4 separate regions of the Mus musculus genome follow, and regions 1, 2 and 4 are each linked to region 3. The links are chromatin contacts, called in public Hi-C, HiChIP or PLAC-seq and promoter capture Hi-C maps. All regions are on one chromosome and are shown on one strand. The core of a region is the stretch at or near the end of the contact, and the rest is flanking DNA. Distances in the headings are between cores, read along the strand shown.

Evidence for each region. Promoter capture Hi-C pulls out the DNA fragments that hold promoters and counts their contacts. Hi-C and Micro-C count contacts between places; a contact is called where the count stands out from the background. HiChIP or PLAC-seq counts read pairs in DNA pulled down with a chosen protein or histone mark.
Region 1: a Hi-C map of the N1E-115 cell line shows a contact between it and region 3, with 2.7 times the contacts expected there. The contact joins the enhancer-like site here to the promoter of Dclre1c in region 3. A contact is called at or near these places in 2 of 39 promoter capture datasets (both in the 3T3-L1 cell line), 1 of 484 Hi-C or Micro-C datasets (the N1E-115 cell line) and 1 of 115 datasets of contacts at active chromatin or transcription factors (pancreatic cancer cells).
Region 2: an H3K4me3 HiChIP or PLAC-seq map of bone marrow-derived macrophages shows a contact between it and region 3, with 5 times the contacts expected there. The contact joins the enhancer-like site here to the promoter of Dclre1c in region 3. A contact is called at or near these places in 2 of 39 promoter capture datasets (embryonic stem cells and hippocampal neurons), 4 of 115 datasets of contacts at active chromatin or transcription factors (bone marrow-derived macrophages, embryonic stem cells, fibro-adipogenic progenitors and 1 more) and 1 of 9 other capture datasets (macrophages).
Region 4: a contact with region 3 is called in a promoter capture Hi-C map of liver, with 2.5 times the contacts expected there. The contact joins the promoter of Frmd4a here to the promoter of Dclre1c in region 3.

The regions. Positions count from the first base shown.
Region 1 is chr2:4,223,572-4,230,033 of GRCm38.p6, forward strand. All of the region lies in intron 1 of Frmd4a (FERM domain containing 4A), which reads left to right. Among named protein-coding and RNA genes, the nearest start is that of Gm39752, 21 kb to the right of the region's middle. Within about 2 kb of position 5,205, at least 28 of the 459 cell types and tissues checked have an H3K27ac peak or open chromatin away from gene starts, as enhancers often do. A contact at or near this core is called in the N1E-115 cell line, where this site is marked.
Region 2 is chr2:4,407,672-4,414,143 of GRCm38.p6, forward strand. All of the region lies in intron 1 of Frmd4a (FERM domain containing 4A), which reads left to right. Among named protein-coding and RNA genes, the nearest start is that of Gm23691, 30 kb to the left of the region's middle. Within about 2 kb of position 2,325, at least 44 of the 459 cell types and tissues checked have an H3K27ac peak or open chromatin away from gene starts, as enhancers often do. A contact at or near this core is called in bone marrow-derived macrophages and pancreatic cancer cells, where this site is marked.
Region 3 is chr2:3,422,344-3,428,728 of GRCm38.p6, forward strand. Dclre1c (DNA cross-link repair 1C) reads left to right here and starts at 1,788. Exons shown (of 14, transcript NM_146114.3): 1 at 1,788-1,983; 2 at 3,021-3,072. The coding sequence starts at 1,875. It also overlaps a transcript of Meig1 not described here.
Region 4 is chr2:4,150,047-4,156,983 of GRCm38.p6, forward strand. Frmd4a (FERM domain containing 4A) reads left to right here and starts at 2,817. Exons shown (of 23, transcript NM_172475.3): 1 at 2,817-3,064. The coding sequence starts at 3,032.

The DNA of each region.
Region 1 (6,462 bases), core at 3,955-6,454, 800 kb after region 3:
AGTGATCTTTCCAGACAGGCATTTGACACCTTTTGTTGGTCATATTATCACTGGGACTCTGACTGAATTCCACAGTTCTCAGGGCCGTGATTCACCCTATTGCCGGCTTTCTCCATACCCAGACTCTGTCTTTGCAGTTCCCATGAATTTAAGTACTGTCTTGATGAGAAACTAACCCAACTACTCCTGCTTTTCCTAACCACATAACCTCTGCGATACTTAGTCTTTGTTATCAGCCTGACTGGATTTAGAATTGCACAGAAGGTTAAAGTACACCTCTCCATGCATTGTGGAGGTCTCTCCAGAAAGTATGAACTCAGAGCAATGAAGCAACCCAAATGGAGGCAGCATATATACAGGAGCAGGTGGGGAAGGGGGTGAGCAGAAATAGAAAAAAGGAGAAGATGAGCCAAACACCAGTACTCTCCCTTCTCATAGCTAGCAAGAAGTAAAAGAACAACATCAATTCCAAGCTCCAATCACCACAATGTCTTAAACAAGGGTTTGGGCTAGGATATTGATTAGACCCTCTGAAACCATGAGCCAAAATAAACTATTCCTCCTTTAAATTGTTTCTGTTGGGTATTTGATCACAGTGACAAAAGAAAATGATGAGCACATACCCTCTGAGCTCTCAAGTTCTACACTGTATCCTAGGCTGGTCCTAAAATCTCATTTTCTAATGGCTGCCTCCCTCCCTCAATGCTGACTGTGTTCTCATGCACTATTGGGTATTGTTAACCTCTAAGTCCGTAATAGTGTCCAATTCCATGTTGAATTCCACCCTTGTCCATGTGGAAACCATCCAATGATGATCACCATGAACACTCAGCTTTTTCTGATGTCTAACTCAGTGAGCACTGATGATAGAGAGCTCTGTTGTACATACTGAGACACAGCTTACAGCCTTCATATAGATCCAGGTTCTACCTTAGCATCTTCTCAATGCCAGCAGCAGCATCTTTCACAGCCATGCCCCACCTAGGATAGGAAGGCCTAGTTCTGTTGCAGCAAAGTCTTATGCATGGTTGTGCCCAGGGCATCAGAGTATCCAGCTCCATCATAACCAAGACCAGTTCCAAAGCAGTCGCCAGGCAGTGACATTGATTCAATAGAGAAAGTGAGTCTATGTGCTAAGTGGCTGCCAGCCTGGCTTGCAGTGTGAGCCTCCACCTGGTTACCTTCTATAACACAAAATAACATATCAGAAACATAAAGGGAAATGAACTCAGCCTAGCTCCAGTGACAGGGTGGCAAGGTGACCTGGAGATTGGGCAGATGAGAATATAAGCTACCCCTTGCTAAGTTGAACTCAAGCAATGTCAAGTTTCTCTCTATGGAATGCAAAGTTGGATCTTCCAGAATATCTGTGCTTCGGATGCCATGTTAATTATCCTGTAAAGGATGTAAAGGACTAGCTTGGGCTGTTAAGAGCACTCGTGATTCCTCTTGGGAACTTAATACACACATAATAAATCTTGCTGAGGTAGCCAGACAGCAAATGAGAAGAGGCCAAATATTTCCTAAGGAAAATGAAGACTCAACAAATCAGCTCAGGAAATAAATGTTAATGCAGACAATGAGATATTTTTATACAGCTACTGACTCCAAAGTAGTTGAAATATTTTAAGGTTTATTTTTTCCTAGTGCTGTGTGGGAGGTATTTTTCTATGCTACACAAACACACACACACACACACACACACACACACACACACACACACACACACACACTCACACACCCTTTAATGTACTTTTAAAGGGTAAAATCTCAGTTAAAGAAACTGGCTGTGCATGGTGCTATGCCTGTAATTTAAGTACTTGGAAAGTTGGAGCAAGGAGGGGTGTGAGTTCAAAGCCAGTCTGTGAAATGAGGTCAGGGCTGGGGGTGGGGGGGCAGGACATGTCACACAAGGCTCACAACCTGAGTTCTGTTCCCAGAACCTGTGGTGGAAGGGGAGATGCAGCTCTTAAAAACTGTCTTCTGTCTCCCACAAGCATGTCATGGAACACCCATATGGATGTGTACACACACACAGAGAGACACACACACAGAGACACACACTCACACACACACAGAGACACACACACACACTCACACACACACACACAGTGATGGAGATGATGATGATGATGATGATGATGATGATGACCACAATGGTGATAAAATATTTTTAGAAGAGAGAGAAATAAAAAGAGAAAACTAAGATTAGTGGGCTCTGGAAAGAGGTGAAACTCCTCTTTTAAGACTTTGGGAATCTGTCCATTTTTAACTCTCTTTTCCTGAAATCCTGTTCACACTTTGCAGTTAAAGCAGGTTTGGTGCCATTTGCTGTCTCGCTGGTCTGTTCGATCGAAACCTCAGCTCAGCCACTTCAGTGTTAACTCTAATGGATACTTAATGTGGGCAATTCTTTTTAACAAAATCAGAAACTGGTATGGTTTACATATGTACTGGCCTGTCGGCTCCTGTGTTTGAACTCTAGCAATGAAGCTTAAAGAGGCTGGGGGGGGGGGTGCGGGGGGTGCTTAGGAAGTGTCCTTAGTTGGAGGAATGGGCTCATTGGGTATGGGAGTAGGTTTTGAAAGGTTATAGGCAGTGGGCTCACTTCTGAACCAAGCTCTCCACTTTCTGGTTTGTCGGGATGTGACAAGCCTTGAAGTCTTAAACACAGTCCTGTGGCTACACAGTGCCCCAGCCTCCATGCCTTCCTCACCATGATGAACTGTGTCCTCTTTAGCCATGAGCTCACAAACCCTTCCTCCCTCAAGCCATATCCATCATGCCTGCTATTCAGTCACAGTAATGAGAAGAGTAATATAAAAAGCTTGAGAATTCTCACCAACCAAAAGATGTATCTCGAGGCACTGAGCCCAGCCTATGGAGTTCACTAGTCACAGTTATAAAGTTAAAAGATTTAAAGTACTTGAGATACCTCATTGGCAAGTTGATTCCCTTGCTAATAAGGACCTTTGATCTCTAAACAATTGCAGATGCTTCAGGTGACACACCAAATTCTAACCCCATTCCATTTCCCTCGACCAGAGTCTACGATTTCTGACTGAGTCCTTCTCAGGTCCACTGTACCTTCCCCAGGCCATGTGCCCATACCACGTGTATGTCACCAACATACAGACAGTGGTGGTGTTCTCAGGTTCTCAGCCTCCCACCCGTGTGTGTGTGTGTGTGTGTGTGTGTGTGTGTGTGTGTGTGTGTGTGTATGTGTGTGTGCCCCTTCCTCCTGAGGATTCTGCCGTAGCAGTGAAACACGCATCCACTAGGCTACCAAGCACTTCTCTCTCGGCCATGTTCTTCCCATCTTGTGTGAGGCGGAGCTATAGGAAGTGTGACTTGCTCATGATCTATGACCAGCACAAATATTCTGTCTTGGTGATCCTGTAGCTTCCAGGTCTCAGGCAGAAATAAGAATATCTTTTAGACAAAACATCAGCTTGGAGCCTCTCCGCCAGTCACTATTCAGAGGGTTTTTCCTCCCCAGTCATCCTTAGGTCTCTGCTATAAATACTCTCCCTGCTGCCAGCAACACGTTACTATTTTATACTTACTGTGTGTGCCACACAGTCACAGTGCCACCCACTCCAGAGACATTTCTGCTCTTCTCTTCCTCCCTGAGAATGTCACCTTCGCTCTCCCAGGGAATAACTGGACTTACTCACGTGGAAGAGTACAAGTCTCACAAAGCAATGTATGCCCAGGGGCTGAATTTATGGACTTAGAAAGATAGCACAAAACACGTTCTAGAAAATACCTGTGTATCTGACCTATGAGCCCTGGCTCTCTGCCATAGGCTGGTCCCATCCAGTCAGTGCACACTATGGCCAATGGCTCCCCTCAAGCGGCAAAGGAGAGATTTTCCCACAAGGGAAAACATTCCAGTAAAACTATACCTTCTTGGTTTTAATGGTTAAAAAGGGTGAATTTTTTTCCACCCTCAATAAATAAAGTGTTTTGAGGCCAAGACTCTCGGGAGATAATCATTATAAAAGCTGCCACAGAAACTAGCATGTTTGAAAACACAGAATGAAGCTGGCCTGATTCCCAGCACTCTGGGGAAGAAGATGGGGGGAGAAGGCCTTTGTTCTCCTACAGCAGGTGACAGCACACCGCTGGACTCGCCAGTCCTGTGTGGGAAATGGTGCTGATAAGCCGCCTCATGTTGTGCATGCATGGGGCTAGCTGCCCAGACCAATGAAGAACAGTTGGACAATGGATGGGAAGCTGGCCAGCAGCAATCACATTAGATACCCTTCCCTCCCCCGTGGAAATACCCTTTGAGAGCCAGCAGCAGATCCTGTGGGAAGAAGATGACACTGGGAGCCAACTGTGACAGGAAGATCAGCTGTGAGAGGAAAGAGATTTCAAGTTCTAGGGGCACTCCAAGAAAGTGGCTTTGAAGAGGTGGTGACAAGACTATAGGGGTTAAGGGGATGAGTCCCCACCACCTTCTTTCTCAACTAGGATTTCCTTACAGGTCTGTGATAGAGAAGACCTCTAATCCACCTTGCCTTTGATACCAATGTATCAATGACGGGGGCCCCGCCCTCCGCCGCCTCTGCGCCGTGTATTATCTTCCTAAGTGAACCATGAGGGCTGAGATAGCGGTGTTTGCTATAAGAAGCCTCCCTTCCCCCTGTGTTATTTTCATGGAACCTCCTAACAGCAGACCTGAACTGAAGGTTAGCGTAGCAGTGCTCAGAGGCAAGACATCATGAAGGAGGATGTAAAAAGAAGTTGTGTAAGGTGTGGGGTCAGATGAAGCCCTGGGGAGCTACTGAGAGTAGTTCCAGAATTAAATAGAAACCCAGGATTCCACAATCCCAACAGGAAAGAAACAGTCAGCATGTTGAGACAGAAGCAAGCCCCCCCCCCCACACACACACACATACACATACACACACCTACAGTGGTCTTCATGAGCCAAACAGCTGAGCCCAAAGACAGATCCTAGAAGACACATGAGCACAGCGCAAAGAGAATCTGGGGGATGGGCAGGCTGAAAGAGGTGAGCAAGGTCGGGCACACTTCAGAGTGACTGTCTCATTCATTGGGATCCCTCCTCTGCTCAGTGACATTGTCAGGCAGATGACACAAAGCCAGGCAGAATGGGTAATCTGCTGGTGACAGAATGAACCTCTAGAGGGAACTGCTGCAGGCTGGAAGGGCAGAGTGAGCAGGAGAGAGGAGAGATGTATGCATTTTCAGCTGCTAGGAAACAGCACCAAGGACTTCACTGACAATAAGCCCTGTGGTGTCCACACACAGCTGAAACCATTAAAAAGACCAATGCTCTCTAGCTCTGAGCACGAAGCTATCAGCTTACGATCAGGACAGGAAGAAGATCTTATCATAAGCATCTTGTAGAGAGTCACATGGCTGAGCTGGGGAGATGGCTCAGTTAGTGAAGTGCTTGCCATGGAAGCTCCAGGAGCCGAGTTCAATTTCCAGTTCCCATGGAAAGGGCTGGGAGTGATAGCATTTGTCTGTAATCCCAGCTCAGAGGAGACAGAGATAAGAGGGTCGCAGGGGCTTGATGGAAGCCAGTCTAGCCATTCAGGGAGCTCCAGATTCAGTGAGAAAGCCCGATGCCCAGGAGTAAGATAGAGACCCATAAAGGAAGAACTCAGTGATGGCCTCAGATCCTGCATGCACATTTCTACACACGTATATGCATCAACCCAGATGTGTGTGTGCAGAGGAACATGTGCATCTATCCAGATGTGTGTGTGCACATCAACATGTACACACACAAAGAAGTAAGACAGGTCACTCTGCTCTTGTCACTGTGCTAAGGACTATTGTGTTTAGAGAAGAAAATTTGAATTTTATTGGAATGGAGCTGAAAGTATTTGTCCAGAAAAAAAAAAAAAAAGACAAGAAAGATGTTGATAACTTTCTTCAGATATGCAAAGAAATCTCATATGATAAAAGGAGTGAGGCTGGGGAGGGAAGATCTGCAGAGAGGAAACTGCATTCAAGTTCTTGACCTTCCCCATCATTAAAATGTTCCAAAACCCACTATTTTCCCAGAAGCCGAGCAGGATGCTGCCTTCCTTACCACCCAGGTGCTAATGCAAGAGCCAGCAACTGTAAAGGGGGCTCGAGCATCCATCAGAGTGCCATATCTTCCTCTCTCTGCCAAGGGGTGTGGTGTGCATCACAAGGCAACCCAGAATGGATAAATAGATGATAGGTAGTCAGACAGGAAGTTCAGGCAGAGGACATCTTGATCTGTTTCCTCGTGCTGTAGTAGACTACCTGAGGCTGAGTTATTTACAAAACGAGCTTCATTATATTTGACCCATGGTGGAAATCAGAAAGGAATTAAAGACATAATAAAGTGAAGTTACAGCAAGAAGGGCATGGGTAGGGGAGCTTATATTTGTAACGACCCATTCTAGTGATAACAGACTCCATCCCCAAGAGAAAGGAAGCAAGCCACTC
Region 2 (6,472 bases), core at 1,075-3,574, 990 kb after region 3:
CTGTGGCATCTTCTCTGGGTTTGTTATCTAGCCAGGTCTTCCACCTTCTGACTGTAAGACCTGTAGTGAGCTCCCAAATCTCTCTTAGCTTTAGCTTCAGTAAGCGAAGTCACATTCAGAGGCTTGCATGAGAGAACAGCTACGAAGCACCTGAGATGCAAAAGGTGTGCAAGGTGTTTAGCAAAAGACACGAGGGGTCCATGAGGTGGGTCAGTGGGTAGAGGTGCTTGCCATCAATCGTGATAGCCTGAGTTCCATCTCTGGGGCACAAACTGGAAGAGAGCACTAGCTTCCAGGAGACTGCTGACCCTCACATACATGCAGAGTGTGTGGCTCTCCCCACATGCATGGATGGATGGATGAATAGATAGATGGATGGGTAGATAGATAGACAGAATGTTAATTTTTTTCAATAAGAAATTTTGTCTCTGATCTGCTCTTCTGACATTGGAAGGATCAACAATACTAACTCTGCAGAGATTTAGAACATGTTAGGGGTCTAAGAAGAAATGTAGACATAAAATAAGTCATACATTTTCCCTTATAATGCTGAAATGTCATAGAAAGGAGGACAGTGGGGACAAACATTAGCTGACATATTTGTAAAAGTCACCCCAGCCTTTCAGAGAGAGCTCGTGCAGGAAAACACATGACCCTAGCCATCATCATTACTGGAAACAGGGAAACGTTTATTTTAAAAAAAAGGTAGTTAATGGGAATGGGGGTGCCCAGTGATGTAATGGGGGCGTGAGGGAAAATAACCGGGAGATAATGAGAAAGCCTGAGGCTGTGTCTGGGTCTCAGTACATTAAGAGGCATTAAAATAGAGGAAGAAGGAAGGAAGAGAGGAAAGATGATTTGGGCTTTGTGCTAGTGGGTTGCAGCCCCTTACCTTTCTAAAATAATTCTCCAGTTCTCAAAAATGATCAGAAAACTCACAGGCCTTCTAGAGTAGGTAAAATTGAAACTGATGAAGATCATATTGTCTAGTAATGTTAACTGCTACTTAGCATCGAAAGGGAAAGGGAAAACTCCTGTTACGGGCTTCAGATGAATCAGCAGGTGAGGGCCCTTCGTGTCCAAAGTCCAGAGTTTGATCCTCAGGACTCAAAGGTGGTAGAAAAAGAGAACTGACTCCCCTACGTTGTCCCCTGACCCCCGCATAGCACAAGCGTACCCACATTCATAATAAGCAAACAAAGAACTAAACAGGCACTTGAACAGTTAATAAACCTTTAATAATTAATGTACTGCATTAATAGTAGAAACCGTATTACAACCTGAAAATGCAGGATGCTTTTTTGGAGCCCCACCCCCAAATTGCCTCAATCACCCAATCACACTGAAGATCCCAGGATAGTATCCCTGCAAAATGAGAAATTAATATGCCAACTTACCTAGATGATCTGCATACTTGGCCAGTAAAATGAATCACAAGCAATGCCAGGCTTCCTGGTGACGGACTGACTAGATGCATAGACTAAAAGTGTTAACATGCATAAACAGAAAGTATTTATAGAACATTCTATCTTCTTGCTTCCAAGACTAGGCTATATTTGAGGGATAACCTATGGCTATCTTTTTGCCTAGACAGGGTGGAACATGTCTGTTATTTCACAGAGAAATTATAAGCTGGTATTTGTGTGTGGTTCCTTCCTTTCTTTATTGTGGAAAACATGGTTTTTGTAGTCCGCAACAATTTGGTTTGTGTCCCTTCCCGTTCCCAAGGCTGTAGCTTAGTCAATAGAGATTCCAAACTCTTTTAATGCTGAGTTCTACAACTTCCAACTTGGAAAGATAGCCAACTATTCAGAGAATAATACCCAAAACACAGTCCTTTGTTTCTTCTGTAGCTAGAGTGTTTTTGTCTTGCCAGTAGAAATGACCACACTCCAAGAGGAGGAGCAAACACTCAGCGGGAAGATTCTGAACTGTAGGCTTTGCATGGCCATGGTTTGGGTTTTATACTGAGGAAAATGGCTGCATGCTAGTGCATAGGAAAGGAGGGATGAAGCGCCCAGGGTCCTGTGGTCTGCAGGGTTAGCTGGAAGGTGAAGATGCCAATTGCCAGGCCAGTGTCTCCTGCCTTCTCCTCTGATCCTCTTACATGGGGTCACCTGTCTGTCACACCAGCTTCGTCATGGCTGCTTCTCGGTCCTGTCCATTTCTCCATGTTCTTTTCCGAACCCTCAGATGATGTCCCAGAGTTCAAAAGATCTCTGCTGCCTTTCTCTTTGTTACTGGGAGCGCCACCTGTGGTTTTCTAATCACTCCTCTTCCTCTTCCTCGTGAGGCTTTAAAATCATTGTCCTGTGAGGGCTGACTCACCAGTCTGCCTCCCCACTTCCTTTCAGTTGCAGAGTCTCAGCTCCCCCTGCATTGAGCTTCTTAGGATTACTGTTTCCAAAACCAGATCTACCATTTGTCAGTCTCTTCAAGCAAGGTGTCTGCTCCCACAATCTTGTCTCAGGATCTCCCCTCTCCTGAGTCATTATAAAACCACTACAATATATCCATTCACCACTCTCTGGCCCCAGCTCCACTCATAAACACTCGCGAGCGCACCCTCTCCTCTGTTCCTTGTCCCCTTCCTCATCTGTGTTCCCTGTAGACCAAACTCCTCAGCATAAAACAAAAGGCCCTTCACATACTCCGGCAGCTTATTATTTCTTAAACTTCCTTTCTTCCATTGTCTTACACACACACACACACACACACACACACACACACACACACACACACACACAGAGTCTTTCCTCTGACCTTGGACTTAATCCTGTGGCTGAAACATATTGTTCATTCTTTGGCTGGAGCCTTCAGTAGTACCTCCTGACCCTCTAGGTCACAGCTTTTTGTTGTGTACAGATGTTTGTGTGTACAGATGTGTGTGTGTAAAGGTGTGTGTGTGCACATATACAGATGCATGTGCACATGTAAGCACATGCATACGGAGACCCAACACAGACCCAACGCATTTTAGTAGGGTGTTAGTAAGAACACACTTGTCCTGGAGGAGCTTGTAGCTAAAGAAGAGGCAAGCAATAAACATAATCGATGAATAAATTATTAGGATGCTGAGGGTGGAAATTGCCATGGAGATGAATAAAGCAGTTGGAGGGAAATGGGAAGAAGGCATCACTTTATTTCACCCTTTGTGTAGTGTCCATCTGTGGATATGTGGATATGCACACATTGTGTGTGTCGGGAGGGGCTGTGCATTGCATGCATGTGCGTGTTTGCATGGACACCTGAGGTCAGCATCAAGTGTCTTCCTCTGTCATCATTTTCCATCTCTTACTGAACCTAGAGTTCATCAGTTTGGCTAGGCTGAACGCCTAATGGACACATCACTGCTTCTGAGGACTGTTTCATGTGTGCTGGGTTCTGGATTTGCATGGCAAATATTTTACCAACTGAGCCATCTTCCACATCCTTACATTGCAGTTAACACAAAGAGTCAGGGCTGGAAAGTGGTAGAGCTCTTCCCTCGCCTGGTGAGGCCCCAGGATAAATGGAGGCAGAAGTGTGACTTCAGGGAACAGCAAGAGACTGAGGGTGGCCGAGGAGAACAGATGGACAGTGGAGGTCACATGGGCGTGGATAGGACCCACGCTGAAGAGCAAGGCAGAATGTGGGGGGCGGGGGGCCTGTCCCACCGAGAGGCTGCATGGGACTGGTTTGGGTGTTTCTAGGGTAAGTCTGCAGGGGTGGAAGTGAGTGCAAGTGTGCAGCCAGATGGCTGTTACAGAAACTGAGTGAGTGAGACCACACTCTGGGTGGCATCACCACTGGGCAACACAGGATTTTCCAGCAGGCTACCTGTGGGATTCGAAGATAAAAGTGAGTCCAAGATTTGGGAGCAAAAACCAGATGTGGATGATGGAGTTGCCCATATCTGTGAGGAAAGACTTGGTACAGCGGGGCCTTAGACCCTGGATTCCTCTTGGGATCTGCAACGCTTATGTCATTTAACAGAGTGGATATGTTGAGGGAGTGGTGTTATGTGTGATTTTATCTGGGGTTTATCCATGTTTAGACAATGTTAAAGCATCAGGTGGTACACATCTGTATTTGAAAGATCATGTTTCAAGGCCCAACTGGGCTACATTAAACAAAGTCTTGTCTAAAGAAGAAGAAAGGGGTCTACACTATATAGCTCAACGGCCCAATTCTCCTGAATCTGACTGTGTTTGGGGGAAAGCATATTATTTGAAAAGCAAGTTAATTTTCCAAAGGACATAACACTCTTTTGAGATGTGTTATTGCATACACTAAGCCTCACCTGTGTGATGGTCTTCTTTTTTTTTTTTTTTTTGGCATGCAAAAGGCCTATCTCTTAACTCCCAAGTCTTCTGGATCTGTTGACATATTATCATTATCATTATTATTATGTTGACTTCTATTGTGCAAATTTAATGTACAAATGTAAACTATACTGTTGGACGTTTGGGCACATCATCTTTTTCTTCAGAGACAAGGTTGCACCGTGAGGTACAGGCTGAATTTGAACTCTTTGTGGAAAGTTTGGCATGTATCTGTGCCCATGAAACCATCACCCCATCAAGATTGGGGCCAGGGAGATTGCTCAGATGATAAAGGCGCTTGCTTCCAAGCCTGGCAAGCTGGGTTTGATTCTGGAATTCCTGAAGTGGAAGGAAGAACCTAAGTCACGCAAGATGCCCCCAGCCATCCATGAATGCTTCATGGCATGTGCATGTATAACCGACACACACACATGCACACACACACACACACACGCACGCACACACACACACACGGGGGGGGGGGGCTGAAAAATCAGCTTCATATTTCTAATCTAATTTTTAAATTTTCTCTTTTTATTTCTTACCTTCTCTTGTCTCCTCTCGCCCTTCTGGCTGTTCCCCTTAATCTGTCATCTTAGTTGAGAATCTTTTGTGTTTTAAGTTCTGTGCTAGGCACTAGGAAATATGTGAAACTGAAGTCACTATCCTGCCACCCATGTTTGTCCTGGCTGAAAATTCTGGCCCTCCTGATATCACTGACAAATTCCAGCCTCTTTTCCAGGTCGTTTTCAAGAACAGAGTGTTTGGATATCCAAACCCTCTGAGTGGCATGCATGGTAAACTCTTTTAAATCAAAACGCAGCAAAAGATCAGAAACCTTGTCATAAATTAAACAGTTCTGATCTGGGGGAAACCTCATCTTTTGTCTCTCCTTGCACAGAAAGAGCCCAAACAGTAGGGTAACTCTCAGCCTCTTTTTCTACAAGGCATCAACATCATAATTACCTCCTGCGGGAAGCTTTTAGAAACTGTTCAGTGTCCAATTAGAATTTTTGATTTGAATAACAGATACAATATAATGTCTGTATTTCTGTAACTGTACCCTAATGCTATGCTCCCTGCACAGTTTAAGCACTCCCGTTTGATGGGACTATAGCTGTTGAAGACTCTGCTTTGTTTCCAGCAACAGCAGTCCCACCTGGAGCCTGCAGATCTTCTAGTGAGAACCAGTCTCTCTCTCTCTCTCTCTCTCTCTCTCTCTCTCTCTCTCTCTCTCTCTCTCTCTCTCTCTCTCTCTCCCAGCCTGATTCATTATTCCCACTGCTAAATGACTTTGAGTAACGGTAGGATATCTCTGGAACTTTCATCTCTCTAGAGCTGCTGAGACCCAGTCAGGAGCCCAGACGCAGGTCTGGTGTAGGGTGCTGCACAGGGCAGGCAGCCAGCAAGGAAACCTCCCTGAAGATGAATGGAGGAGGAAATCTGCCAGCACAGCTCAGTGAAAGCAAGAAGCCCCTGCCAATGGCATTCTAGTGGAATCCATTCCAAAGAACTCAGTTATGTAAACACCCAAGCGGCAGGCTCTGGTCCAGATGGACTGCCCTGTACAGATGTCAGAGTAGCTGTCAAAACTCCTTTTGATGTAAGCACAATGCCTTCCCAAATTCTCATTGTACTTTTTATTGGGGGCTGGCTTTCTAACTTCTAGAGTTGGAGCCCTGGGAACCCCCTCTAGGAGGGGTGCTTCGGGGTTCTGGAACACTGGAAACTTAACCCAAAGTTAAGTATTGCTCAGGTTACCCATGCAGGTAGTGTGCTTCATCCCCAAGCTCTCAGATGCCCTGCACGGAGCCTCCTGAGATAGGTCTGGCTGAGGTGTCATATGCCTGCCTCTAGAGTGGGTTCTGCCAGCGCAGGTGGCCTGGTGGCTCATGGCAAGCCCTTGACATTTTTTTTAAGAGCCACTAAGGCCCCGATGTGGAATTTACAAAGCTTACAGCTGTTCTAGAATCTTGTTTCCCGCCGCCGCCCTTGAGTCGGGACACGGCGGGTATAGTATATAAAGAAGGCCGCTGCAGGAAGAAAAGCCTCTCCAAACCATCTTACCCACATTGCAAGCTGTGCCACCGGCCATGAATGGCAGCCAGTGCTAATGTCCAATGTTAGATACTGTTCTCACTGGTGCCATGGGACACCTGGCATGGACA
Region 3 (6,385 bases), core at 538-3,037:
GAAAAGCAACGAACAAGTAAGTAAGAGTGAATTTTAGTTTGCCTTGCCTCTCAAGGAGCTCCAACTTCTGAGAAATTCTGTCGACGACCAGACTCAGTGCAGAATGTATTGTCCTGTAGAGACAACCCATCCACAGCAATTGTCCTCCGGTAGTCTAGGAAAGACCATCTTATACAAAACCAAGGCTTTACCGGTACTACTGTGTGGAATGTATAAGTTGGTGTGTATATCCAGAACACTTCCCTCTACTTCCCTGCTTCCTCCTTATGAATATCTGAATGTGAATAGAACCAGGTATTATGACTGCAAGAGTAACCAGATGTTCTCTGACCCTGGCATTCCGACCCCTCTGCTCAGAGCTTACTCCTGGCATCATCCCATGATCACTTCTGCCTCTGTGAAAATATTCTTGTCATATTCTTCATTTTTGTGGCTTTTCAAATGTGCTGAACTCGGATGGCACATCAGAGTTAGCCATGTAACCACTGTGGATCGAGAAACCTCATCTTAAAGGGAAAAAGAGAGTTTATTCTGGGGCCATTTTTAATAACCTTGGGGCTGGAACAGAGATTTGGGTCATCCTAAATTCCATGTTCCAACAAGGAAAGAGTTTCACAGTTTTATAGAAGAAAGTCTTAAGTCAGGTCATATTTAGTGTACATCGGAGAGCAAAGATGAGAAAGCTTTTCTATAGGCCCGAGATGCTATCTGATGACGTTCTTAATTTTTGGGTTAGGTGAAAATAGTGGTCTGCTAAACTAGGAGATTCCAAAAGGTTTTCATCTGTTACTCACAAGATGTTAATTCCAACAGAGATAAACAAGGGATGGCTATTCCCAAGGGCTAGAACTAGCTCAAGATACGATAATTCGCTTCTGGATCTGCAACATTCTAATCTCCCCACAGTACTAAAACCAGTCGCTCAGTTTTTGCAGACACTGCTTCTTTTCAGTTTTCCTGTTTACCTCCACAAGGCTTGCCAAAGTGTTCTGCATAGCAGGGTTTGGAGGTTCCAGTTGATCAACAGTGCTGAGTATCTGAGGAGAACTTGCTAGGAAGGAGAAAATAAATGCCACTGACAAAGTCTTTGGTGGATCTTAGTATGATTACTACACACTTTCCCACCCTGCCCCCCATCCTCTCCCTCTGTCTCTTTATATATCCTTCTGACTTCCTCAAAGTACAACTTAAATGATTACTGGAGGCCAGCAGATCAATGGAATCTTTACTCCCCCCACCCCTGCTCTAAGAATCTATGTCTGAATTGTAGCCTTCAAAATATAGTTAGCTTATATAATACAGAAGAGGGAGCAACTACCAATGGAATCTACTAACCAAGAGTCAGAGGCAATGACTCATCCAATCCTCGTGGTTACCCTATAAAATACAAATTGGGATAAGATTTTTAAAAAAGTGAAAAGAACTCGATCTTCACTAGATCTGAGGAAATGCAAGGCAATATGGTTAAGAAAAGGGAAGCTCTCTGGCCTCCATTCTCAGTTGTGTTTCGTTTCCTGCCTTGGTTCCTCCACAGATGCGGGCAGATCTGCATTGCGCAACAAACACTTCGGTGTCTTTTCTTGCTTTCTGGCAGGAACGTGACTTTCCATGACCAGCCAGTGCTACCCACAAACTACGCACAGCTGTTTCTCCGTGCCCAGCTGGTGCAGTTATTTAAACCAAGGGACTTGGGAGGCTGGATCAGGATTGGATGCCCATTGGCTCCGCCCCTACCTCAAGGGTCCTTTGATTGGATGTGGCTGAGCTCTGCCGGCCTATGGGTAGGCGGTGCGCAGGTTCCCGGAAGTGGCGCCCAGGGTCAGTGTGTGCTTCTGTTTCCGAGGTGGGCTTTGGGTCTAGTGTTCCCGGGTGCGATGAGCTCCTTCCAGGGACAGATGGCGGAGTATCCAACCATCTCCATTGACCGCTTCGACAGGGAGAACCTGAAAGCCCGTGCCTACTTCCTTTCGCACTGTCACAAGGGTGAGTGAGCTCCTCTCGTTACCTATTTCAGGGGCGCTATGGTCTGAAGAGGCAATGGCAGAGGTCGGCACCTGGTGAGGGGAGGACAGGCTGGGACTCCGCGAGGCACTGGGAAGCACTCCTAATGCCAGTTGGCGCTTAACCTCTGGCTTTATTGAGCTCCTGGTCTGTACCACCTCTGTAACCCCAGCTCCTAACCCCAGCTCCGGTTGCAATCAGACCTGGACGCTGTGGTAAGGCAGAGCTGTTAGAAGTGCTGGTTGCTGTCCCAGCGGAGGGTATGTTTGGTAAGGCTTAATTAATTAGCTCATGCCCAAACTTCCCTAATTCTCGTTTATCTCGAGTAAGGAAAACACGTTTCAGAACGTCTACACCCAAAGACATTAGGTAAGAGCGAAATGCCCCTCTCTCACACAGGCACGTGTTTCAGAAGTTCTACATCCCGGAGATATTTGGCAAGAGCCCAAGATCGATCTGTACATCTATCTCTGTCTCTCTGTCTCTCCTCCTCCCTCTCCCTCCCTCCCTCGCTCCCTTTAACCCCCCCCCCCCCACACACACACAAATGTTTCTCACACTATACTCTTGGGTGTGTGTGTGTGTGTGTGTGTGTGTGTACAACCAGTCGATAAGCTTGGCCAAGTGTCCCCCATTTTTCTTCTTTATTATTTACTTATTTTAGGTTGTGGGGCAGAGCTTCACGTATCCTAGGTGGAGTCATATCAGCCCACCCAGGTTCTCATACTCGCACTTGATCTTCCTGCGTATGTCCCCTGACCCAGGTGGGACTTGAATAGCTTTCATCAGCTCAGGGTCTAACCCTTTTTAGTGGTTCCTGTTCCCTACTCTGAAAGGTTCGTCATGTGCAGAAGAGCCAAAGGCCTGTGGGAATCTATTTGCTCAGAATGGTGAGCCTTAGGTAGTTTCTCACAGTAGGAAGCTTACAAAGACAACCCAGCTGTTGCAGGGAAGAGAAATCCTCTAAAAAACCAAATCAAACAAAACATGGTTATGATTTCTAATTCTTTTCCTTGTAGATCACATGAAAGGATTAAGGGCTCCTTCCTTGAAAAGAAGGCTGGAATGCAGGTAATTGGCTTTGTTACTTATTTGTATTTAAGTAGATATCTTAACTGAGAGATAACACCTAGGCAGAACAGGACATACACCCTAGCAGGGTAGCCTGTATAAACTTTATGAGCTTATATAAACATTATGTGGCTTCCACACAGATAAGAAGTTGAACACTACCATGTCCCAGACCCCTGTCTAGTCTTACCTGCTTCTTCTCCAAGAAGTATTTCCTATTTTGAGTTTTTGTCACAATGAGCTAACTTTGGATATTCTTGAATTTTAATATAAACAGGTGGCTTAATATGGTGGTCTAATCACAACATGGAGGAATCAGGAGGATTTGTGAGTTCAAGGCCAGCTTGAGTTACATAGTGAGAACTTGTCTTAAACAAATGAAAATAAATAAACAGGATCATATACTGGATAGATTAAGACATCTTCAATATTTTTCAAAGGTTTATTTATTTTTTTATTTTACATGTATGCTTGTTTACCTGTGTGTAGCTGTCCTATGAGTGCTAGGAATTAAACCTTGGCCTTCTGGAAGAGCAGCCATCTTAACTACTTGAGCTATTTCTCCAGCCCTGTCTAGCTCTTACTATTGTATTTCTGTGATCCGTCTGTGTTGCTAGCTGATGTACCTTTGTTTTTTTTGTTTGTTTGTTTGGTTTGGTTTGGTTTGGTTTGGTTTGGTTTTTTGAGACAGGGTTTCTCTGTATAGCCCTGGCTGTCCTGGAGCTCACTTTGTAGACCAGGCTGGCCTCGAACTCAGAAATCCACCTGCCTCTGCCTCCCGAGTGCTGAGATTAAAGGCGTGCACCACCACACCCGGCTGTACCTTTGTTTTTGTAAGAGTATGTTTATGTGTGTAAATGGTGGTTCTGCTAGCAAGAATGCTAGGCCGGAGAGGTGGCTCAGTGGTGAGCGATGGCTGCTGCGATGGGCCAGACATGATAGAGGTTGAGAATGTAGTAGTTCACTGTCGGACAGAGTTTTGAGTCAAGGGTCAGTCAAAGAGGGTCACTCCAGAGTGTAATCAGGCTCTGATACAACAGGGAGGAGCAGCCTTGATGAACAGAACGTCAAACAACCTCACCGGAAGCACGTTACGGATTACTACACAAAAGTTCCTCCAACCAAAGCCCCTAATCTAATGTAGATGTTTTGTGAAGGAGATCATCCTGCCCTTCGGCTTTTACCCTTAGGGTGCACTATTTGCAGTATTCAATAATGCAAGACACTCCAGGCATGCAAAGGATGGAAACTTCCTTCAGAATAATAACTATAGATAACAGAAAACAATCACTGTTTTCTACAGTGATTTCTTCTAGGTCAAAGTACTTCTAGGAAACAAGTCTTCATTCTGATGCCCACCCTGGGTATAGGAAAAAACAACTATTTCATTCTAATGTTTACCCTAGATAGAATGATCCTACGAGAATTCTACTGCTGTCTACTTGGAGCTGGTGTCCTCATTAGAACTGCTTGGTAACTTTTAAAATACCTGTTCTTATTACTTCTAATTTACAGATGAGGAAACAAAGAAGCCAGGCAGGTTAAATTAGTTGCCCAGTGTCACAGAAGCAGGGTGTGGCGAGACCAGGGTTTTAACCAGGTCTGAGCCTATGCATCCACTCTATTGCTGTGTGACACATTACCTTGTAACAGAGTGTTTTCAAATGATACCCAGCCTCCAGTTTCTCTGGGGAATTATGACAGTGCATAGTGGGAATTTCTTGTTTCTGCCTGCCTAGCATCAGGCAAGACTGAAATTATCTGAAGATAATTCTGTAACCTGGGAAGACACACATAACAGCAACAAGGCCTAGAATAGCCGGTTTCTTGAGCTTGTCTGTCTCTGAAAGGTTTCTTTAACCTGGGACGGTTGGTTTTGTTAATAGAGAATTTAGGTTTTAAAACTGTTCGTCCTGGGACAGACATGGAGGAATGTGCTTTCAGTGAAAGTCCTCACGAGAAAGATGCACTGACACATCTCTGTGCATTAGGAGCCAGCCTGGTCTACATAGCAAGTTCCAAGTTAGGGTGACATAGTGAGTCAGCATTGAAATAAACAAACATACAAGCTAAACCCCAAGAGAGTCAGGAGGCAGGCAAATTCCCCTAAGCAAGCTTTAAGACTCTTGCAATTCGCTGGGATGGCAGTGGCTCATGCCTTTAATCCCAACAGTCAGAAGGCAGAGATATAGGTAGTTTGAGACCAGCCTAGTCTACAGGGCGCGTTCTAGGATAGAGTGCCATACAGAGAAACTCTGTGGTGAAGAAATCCTACAGCTGCTGGGTGTGCTAGCGCATGCCTTTCATCCCAGCATGTGGGAGGCAGAAGCAGGTAGATCTTTATGAGTTAGAGGCCAGCCTGGTCTACAGAGTAACAGCCAGGGCTACACTGTCTCAAACCCAAAAAAAAAAAAAAAAAAAAAAAAAAATCCTGAACTTACAGAGATCTACCCAGTTCACATGAGGGGATATAAGTCCTCTCTTCCTGTTCCTGGGGGAATGTGTGGGTGTATCAGACTTGCTATATAGCTCTGGCTCAATCAAACTTGCCTCAAACGTGTAGCATGCATGTGCTTACCACACAGTTTTTTACCTTTTTTTTTTTTTTTTTTGGTTTTTTGAGACAAGACAGGGTTTCTTTGTGTAGCCCTGGCTGTCCTGGAACTCACTCTGCTGTAGACCAGGCTGGCCTTGAACTGAGAAATTTGCCTGCCTCTGCCTCCCAAGTGCTGGGATTAAAGGCATGCGCCACCACGCCTAACACCACACAGTTTTAATGAAGGATTTTGCTGTCCATTTTCTAAGAATATAAACAGATGTGTTTATACTGGTGTGGAAATATAATCTACCGTGGTGTATTCCTGATCTCCAAACTATACCTTTTTTTTTTTAGAATTTAATGTGAAATTAATTCACTGGAAATATGAATACAAGGACTGGATGTATAGCACGGTGGTAGAGTACTTGACCAGACTATGCAAGGCTCTGGCTTTGCTCTTTTGCATACATAAATAAGTAGATTTATGTGAAGCAAAAAGCAGACTTTTCTGTTGTCAGCACCCCTTTTCTGTTCTCTAGAAGCAGATTAGCATTTGGCGGTATCCTTTCTAGATGTACCTGAACTCACATAAACATTGTTCTTTTTTACTTTCTTCTGATGCTACACTTCCAGCCCCCAGTACATATGTGTGCTTACCAGCACGGCATAAGACAAGTGGTGGTATTTCTTAGGAAGCAGAAGGCCCCTACGTGTCCCCTACTCCTGAACCATGGACAGGGCTGAGAGAAATAGTTGATGCTGTACTGGTACTGT
Region 4 (6,937 bases), core at 1,567-4,066, 730 kb after region 3:
AAAATTAAGGTGGGGAAGGACAGAGGAAGACACAACATCAGCCTCTTGCCTTCTCACAACATGCACACATACACCTATGAAAGAGTGGGAAAGACACATGGCAAACAACCCCAAGTTCCAGGAACTTCGAGTTTGAGAAGTTGAACATAAGCAACCCCAAGAGTTATGCCCCTCTTGGAGGTGCTATATATAGGATCTTCAAAATTCCTTCCCAGAATCCCTTCCTCTGGCTTTGGTGGGCTGTTCTGGTTCCAAAAACCCATGCTTGGAGTCTGTCAGACACCAAGCAGCCCAAAACAGGATCAGTGTAACTTTTTTTGTAAGCCCTGACACAGTTCTGCTGTGTCCTACCCACTTAGGAACACTTGGAGAGAGGCAGAGTAACAGGGAGCAGTTGTGCCCCGGCTAAAAGGTCAAGGAGCAAACACTGTGTATGTCTGCAAGTGGTGGTGAGGGGTTCTGGGATCAGGACAGGTGTGAAACAAAGCAAAATGTTCTAGAGCATCCATCTAGGGCCTAGAAGCAAGTCATGGATGTAGCTTGTTGTAGTCACAGAGAAGCCAACACAGTGAAAGTCTGTGTGGCACACAGAGTGAGTGAGAGCATCTCCACAGGGAAGACAGGAAGGTCTGCCAGACAGGAAGGGAGGTAGGGGGTGAGCACCGGGCTCTTCCTTGAATAATGGAGATCGAGCTTCTCCCATGACACCCCCAAAGTAAGGCCCGTGGACACGTAGAGGATAGGTATGGAGAGGAGAGCGGAGTAGAATGAGGGATGGAGATGAGGGAACAGAATTCTTTGGAGACAAGCCACTTTAAGTCTCCTGAGAGAGAGCTGACAGTGAATGTCCGGGAAGGAGAAATGTCTCACAGGCAGCAGCCCTTGAAGTCAAGAGGAGGTCACACGAGCACATCGCATACATAATCACTGTGCCAGTGTCATGGGCACAGAGTGAGGTCACGGGGACGGGGGACGGGGGGGGGGGGGTGTTGCATCCGCCACAAGGTTGTGGACCAGGCCTTAGGCTACACTGTTCCCACTGTGTCCTTAGGAACTTGAAGGGGTCTGACCCAGCAGACAGCAGGTGCATTGTAGCTATTTGATGAATGACTGAAAAAAAAATTGTAGGAGACTCCAAATACTTGGATACTGAATAAGACCAACTAAGATAGTTGTGAAGGGAATACGGTCTGGAAGCCACCCCAAGGTGACAGGAATCTTTTATATCAGGACATGGGCTTATTCTCCGTGTATCTGGATGATTTGCTGGTATGGTGAGAGTCTGGACAATGAGATGAGCACTTGGCTCAGGGAGAATGTAATTTCAGCCTGATACATAAAGTTGAATGGAGATGCATTGAGCATAGAGAACTCCAGTGCAGGCGGAGAGGTCAGTCAGGAGTCGAGAGAGTTCCTTAGCCCATGGTTTTGAGAACTAGTGGAGGAAAAGTGGATTAATACATGGTTGAGGGTGTAGTGAAGGAAGACTGAGTAAGAAGGTCCACCTGCAGCTTCATCTTGGAGCTGTGTTGGGAGTCGGGTATAAGAGAAGCAGGTAAAAAGAGGGACAGGTCCCATTCCAGGGACAAGAGACAGATGGCGGTAGGTGTAAATGCCATAGGTCAGCTCACGTCTGCTGTGTGCATCAAATGTATGTATGAATATGCCCTCAAGCTCTTGCAAAGACATGGGTGTTCTTAGGTATGGTGACACACTCATTCATGGAGGGGCAGGTTTTGAATTCTTACCACACAGATAACCCTTCAAGCTGAAGGAAGTACATCTGTTCAGGTTCATTCCATTCCAGTTCATTCCATTACACTCCTCTTTGGTATGTTTCTTCCATTGTCTGCTTTTTCCAAGTTGCTGGCAATACTAAATGAGATACCTAGTTTTGGCAGTATAATACACACACACATACATATGCACAAACATACACACAAACACCACATGCACACAAAATCCCCCATTATGCCATAGACACCCATTTATACATATATACACAGACAGGCATGTACACATAATCTCCATTATGCCATACATACTATATACACACTACACTACACACACCATCCACACACGCTACACTTACACACAAGTCCTCATAACACACATACGCAAGGAACCCCCATTACAAATCAAACATACTATACATACATACTACCCACATTATGCACATACACATACACACACACAACTCCTTATAGCACATACCCACACATACATAGCTCCCAAATAACACACACACACACACACACACTGTTTAATGCTCAGCCTCTCTGGAATAGAATCCATACATTTGATTTTGAAAGTTTTCTGGAGAAGGTGTGTCCAAACATCTGATCAAACATCAAAAATTCCAGTTCCCTGTCCAGATGTTGTGTCTACACTGGGTTTAACAAATGGTTATTTTGAAATATGTAAGTGACACGATTTTTTTTTCTGCTTTCTGCATATGGACCAGAAAACCATCTGAATAATGGTGTCAACTGATTCCATTCAGGATCCCCCTTTCTAATGAAAGACGAATAGATGGATGGATCTACTCTCTCACTCCTGAGAGAGCACGCTGCCTAGTGAAGCCGAGAGGCTGGGAGCGCCAGGCAGCAGCAGTTCTGTTTGCCTCTTCTGTTTTGGGTGAGCTGCCCTGTAGTTTGTTCAGACCACTTTTCTTGGCTCAAATACAATACCTAAGACAGAGATCATTTGTCAAGTGAGCACGGTACACTGAGAGCTGTAGGCAGATTATGGAAAGAGAGAGGGAGGAGAGAGAGGGAGGAGAGAGCACCGGAGAGAAGAAAGAGGGGGAAGAGGGCGAGGAGTGGAGCAGACTTCTCCCCGTACATCCTTTCTCGGGCACCTCAGGCACCAAGAATTCAAGTTAGACTGCTCGCGGTGCAGAGGCGCCACCCGCGAGAGGGGAGCCACTGGAGGCTCCAGGCATGGCTCTTTTCATGTGGGATGCTTAAGGACTGCAACACAGACAGAGTAACTTGCAGAGAAGAGAAACTGGCATGAGGATTCCGCCAAAATGGAAGGGCTCCTATCTCCGATGAGAACCAAGGTAAGGGGGACTAAACCCTGGTTTCTTTGCGCGCTCCTTGGTGGTTTAGGGAAGGCTCACTGAAAAGGAAGATTATACTAGCTTTTGTCTCGTTTCGGAACTAGGCTGGCGAATGCAACTGGACCTCTCAAAGAATAGCTTTGCCTCCAAGGCAGAGCTACTACAATCAGTGAAAAGGGGAAGGGGGCGGGGGGCCATCTGTCAGCGTGGACAATGGGAATCTTAGTAAATGAGTTTGCCTCTCGGTTGATTAGACAGCCATATTTTAGCAGGATTTCCAATCATTCTTGCTTTGGGACCGGAGCTGCCCTCCAGCTGTTGGTGTGCTTGCAGGAAGTACGGATTTCTCTGGCTGCGCTGATGTTTCGCAGGATGAGTCCCGCTTTTAAGGCAAAGAGCATGCCCAGCTTTCACTGGAACATCCTCTGGGCTCCTCCTCCGGTTCAGAGCGGAGGATGGGGAAGCCTCTCTATTGAAAGTAGGTTAATGCATTCTGGAGAGCGTTTTGTTCTCAGAAAACTCGCCGACCTGAACAAGAGATTTCAGGGCAGCGCTAATCAAACACACCTTGAACTTGTTCCGGAAGCCTATAGAAAAAAGCTCCAGGAGACTGATCCCAACCTCGTGGACATTTTTCTCCTTGGTTGGAGTTTGCTTTTTACTTGAAAAGGACTGCCTTGTACATGGACTTTCCCAAGGAAAGCTCAGATGAAGAAAGGGCTACTGAATTCATGCATAACTTTGAACAGAGGCTGAAAGTTTTAAATAACGCTAGCAATATTATTTTTCTTAATTGATTAATTTTAAAATTTAGGAGGCAAATAGCTCTTTAAACATATAACAGTGGTGAAATCAATAGGATCAGGCTTTTATTTAACTCGTTTCTTTGATGTTCAGCTAGGGTTAAAAAACAAATAGAGCCTTTTGTCAAGGAAGTGGTCTTGGTTGTTTTCTTGTTGTTTTGTTTTTGTTTGTTGTTGTTATTGTTGTCTGCCCCTTCTAGTTAAGGGGCATGACTGTGACACTTTGAGACAACATTGGAATGTTGGGACATGCATGAAAGCACCACAGCATGTGGGGGTGGACATTCTGCTGGGTTCACCCGTCCTTTGATAATCACCCTTCATTAGAAGGACAGCCCCAGTGACAGTTGCTACAAAGCTTCTGATTCCAGCCCCTTGGCTGGCTAGCTGAGAGATCTCCTTGGAGACCTGTGTGGTGGCCTGTTGTTCTCTCCTCCCCAGGTGATGTCAGGTTGCTTGCAGGCAGTGTCTTCCAAATGTTCTTCTCTGGAGGTAGCAGGCAGAGAGCATACAGTTTTCACAGCTGCAGAGAAAATGGCAAATGCAGTTGGCTTCTCTCTCTTTATTGACAAGCTGAGATCCGAATGCTTGGTGGAATGGCTGTGGAATCTGTTCATTTGGCCAGCTCCTGAAATCACTGCTGCAGACAAACTGTACTCTCCTAGCGGTTCTTGCTGAGGCTGACTATGTCTAGCAATCTGAGCATATAACCCCATACAAGTCCAACTCGCACGGACTTCAAGGGGAGTTCCCTATGGAAATGAGATATACCCAGACACTCCACAAATCAAGCAATGGGCCCATTAAAATGGCATGCTAAAGTATCCAGGAGAAATGGACATCTGTGGGTCAGATTGCGCATGTACTATGTTTACTGGCTGAGTTCTCATCATGGTTGGTTCTTTGACCATCACGTCATCTAGTACACATTGAGATTAGAGGCTCAGGTCCTTCCAAAGTTCAAACCTGATATTACTACACACCAAATGGACTCTGGTTCTGACCCTTCCGTTGCCAGGTTACAAGGGATTTGCCCCTGTGCTTGAATTGCTTCTGTGATTTCCTTTTTAATCTCTTTTATTTCTGACTCTGGAAATTGATATCTCCCTATTTGAAATTTCAGCGTACATTTGAATTTGGTAACCTACAATAAGTCCTGCCAGCTCAGGGAATGAGACCTGACTGCATAAGGATCAAGAACAAAATCCCACTCCTGAGCCTCATCTTCAGTCTCTGAATTGCTGAGTTGTGTGTTGTTGAAATGAGCCAGCGATTTTAATTTGCCAGAGTCTGACAATACTGGTGATCTCTTGCCTTTCTTAAACTTTGATCACACTATGCCCTATTAAGTCTACTCTGGAATGTTTTTTCATGTTGATGAGGATTTAGCTCGAAATGTCTGATTTCCTAGTATCATGGTTGGGCAGACAAAGGACACTTCCTTCAGCAAAATTTTGGTGTGTTATGGTTACTTAATAACTAACTGACAATTTAAAGCAAGTGTTGAGATAAACTGGACATCATGCAGTAATTTCATTGTGCCATGTAATAGACTTAACCAGTCTAAATCATAGGTGCTTAATGCATTTTCATCTTGGGATTTGCATAATTGGCACATAAATATGCATGAGGTTCACTGGAAGGGGCCAAATAGAATGGGCAAAATGGTCAGGCATGCTGAAATTAAGGCTATTTCCAGGAGGACACCTGAGCTTGCTCTGTCTCCTGGGTGGGTGGTCACACTTGACATACCTAGAAACAGACAGGGTGACAGCTGGCTTCCTCTAATAACAGTGTATTGTGAGCCACCCAGGTTTTAAACACAGCTCTGGCCTGTGGCTAGATACTTGGGCTCACTGTTCATGCTTCCTTTTGGATACTATAAACCAGTGGTTCTCGATCTTCCTAATGTTGCCACCCTTTAAAGTAGTCAACATGAAAGTTGCCACCCTTCATGTTGTGGGGACCCCAACCATAAAATTATTTTCATTGCTACTCCATAACTAATTTTGCTCCTCTTATGAATCATAATATAAACATCTGATATGCATGATATCTAGTATGTAACCCCTGTGAAGGGTCATTCAACCCCCCAAAGGGGTTGAGACCCACAGGTTGAGAGCCACTGCTATAAACCAAGCTAGGAAAGTCATTAGGCTGTTGGTTGTATTTTTGACTGTCCCCCTAGCAGGTGATGGCTGGGGCATGGGATACAGGAGCACAGCAAATGATGCTTGTAGAGGCAAGATGGAAAGAAAGAAGGGAAAGATGCTGATTGGATTTCGACTCTTAGGAGGGCAAATAGAAATAATGCTATTCTTTGTTGCCATTGTGTTGCTTGTAAATGTCTCTCTTCAATTCCATTCTTCACCTTCCAACCTCCTCTGTTCTCCTCAGTCTCCTGAGTATTGATTGCATCCAGTGAATGAGGCAAGGGCAGCAGCCTCCTGTTTTCAGTTTCTTGGGGTTCCTCTCTTCCTACTGTGAAATTTTCAGCAAGAACTGGGGGAAGGCAAGGAAATCCAGCCAAGCCTGGCTGTTATGAATGCAAGGAGACAACTGTAGAATGGGGGCAAGATGAAGAAGGAGGGGTGTCGGGAGAGGAGGAGAGAGGAGTTGGGGAAGACAGAAGAAGGGAAGGGGAGATAGGAAAGAACTGGTATGGAGAGGGGAGACAACAGGAAGTAAAGGTAGGGAACCTGAGAGGGGAGGTGCAGGAGGAAAGTGAAACCAGGAAGGGGGAGGAGAAAAGAGAGTAAACAGAAAAGAGAGGGTAGGAAAGAGGAGAGGGGTGGAGTGGGAGGAGGATGGAATAATTGGCCAGACTCCATTACAGCTGTGCTTTGTTAAATGTTTATGAAGTAAAGAAAACACAGGTCCACAGTAACCTCTCTAGAAAAGGTGGACATTGACTTTTAAAGCTTCACAACTATTTCATGTGCTAATTGAAGTTTTTAAGAATACTCACCACACTGCTGTCTTTAATATCTCTTCTGGTTCACAATTACCTACATCCCCAGGGACAGTACATTTTGATGTGTCTGGACCTGTCTTAATTCTGCCTCCAAGA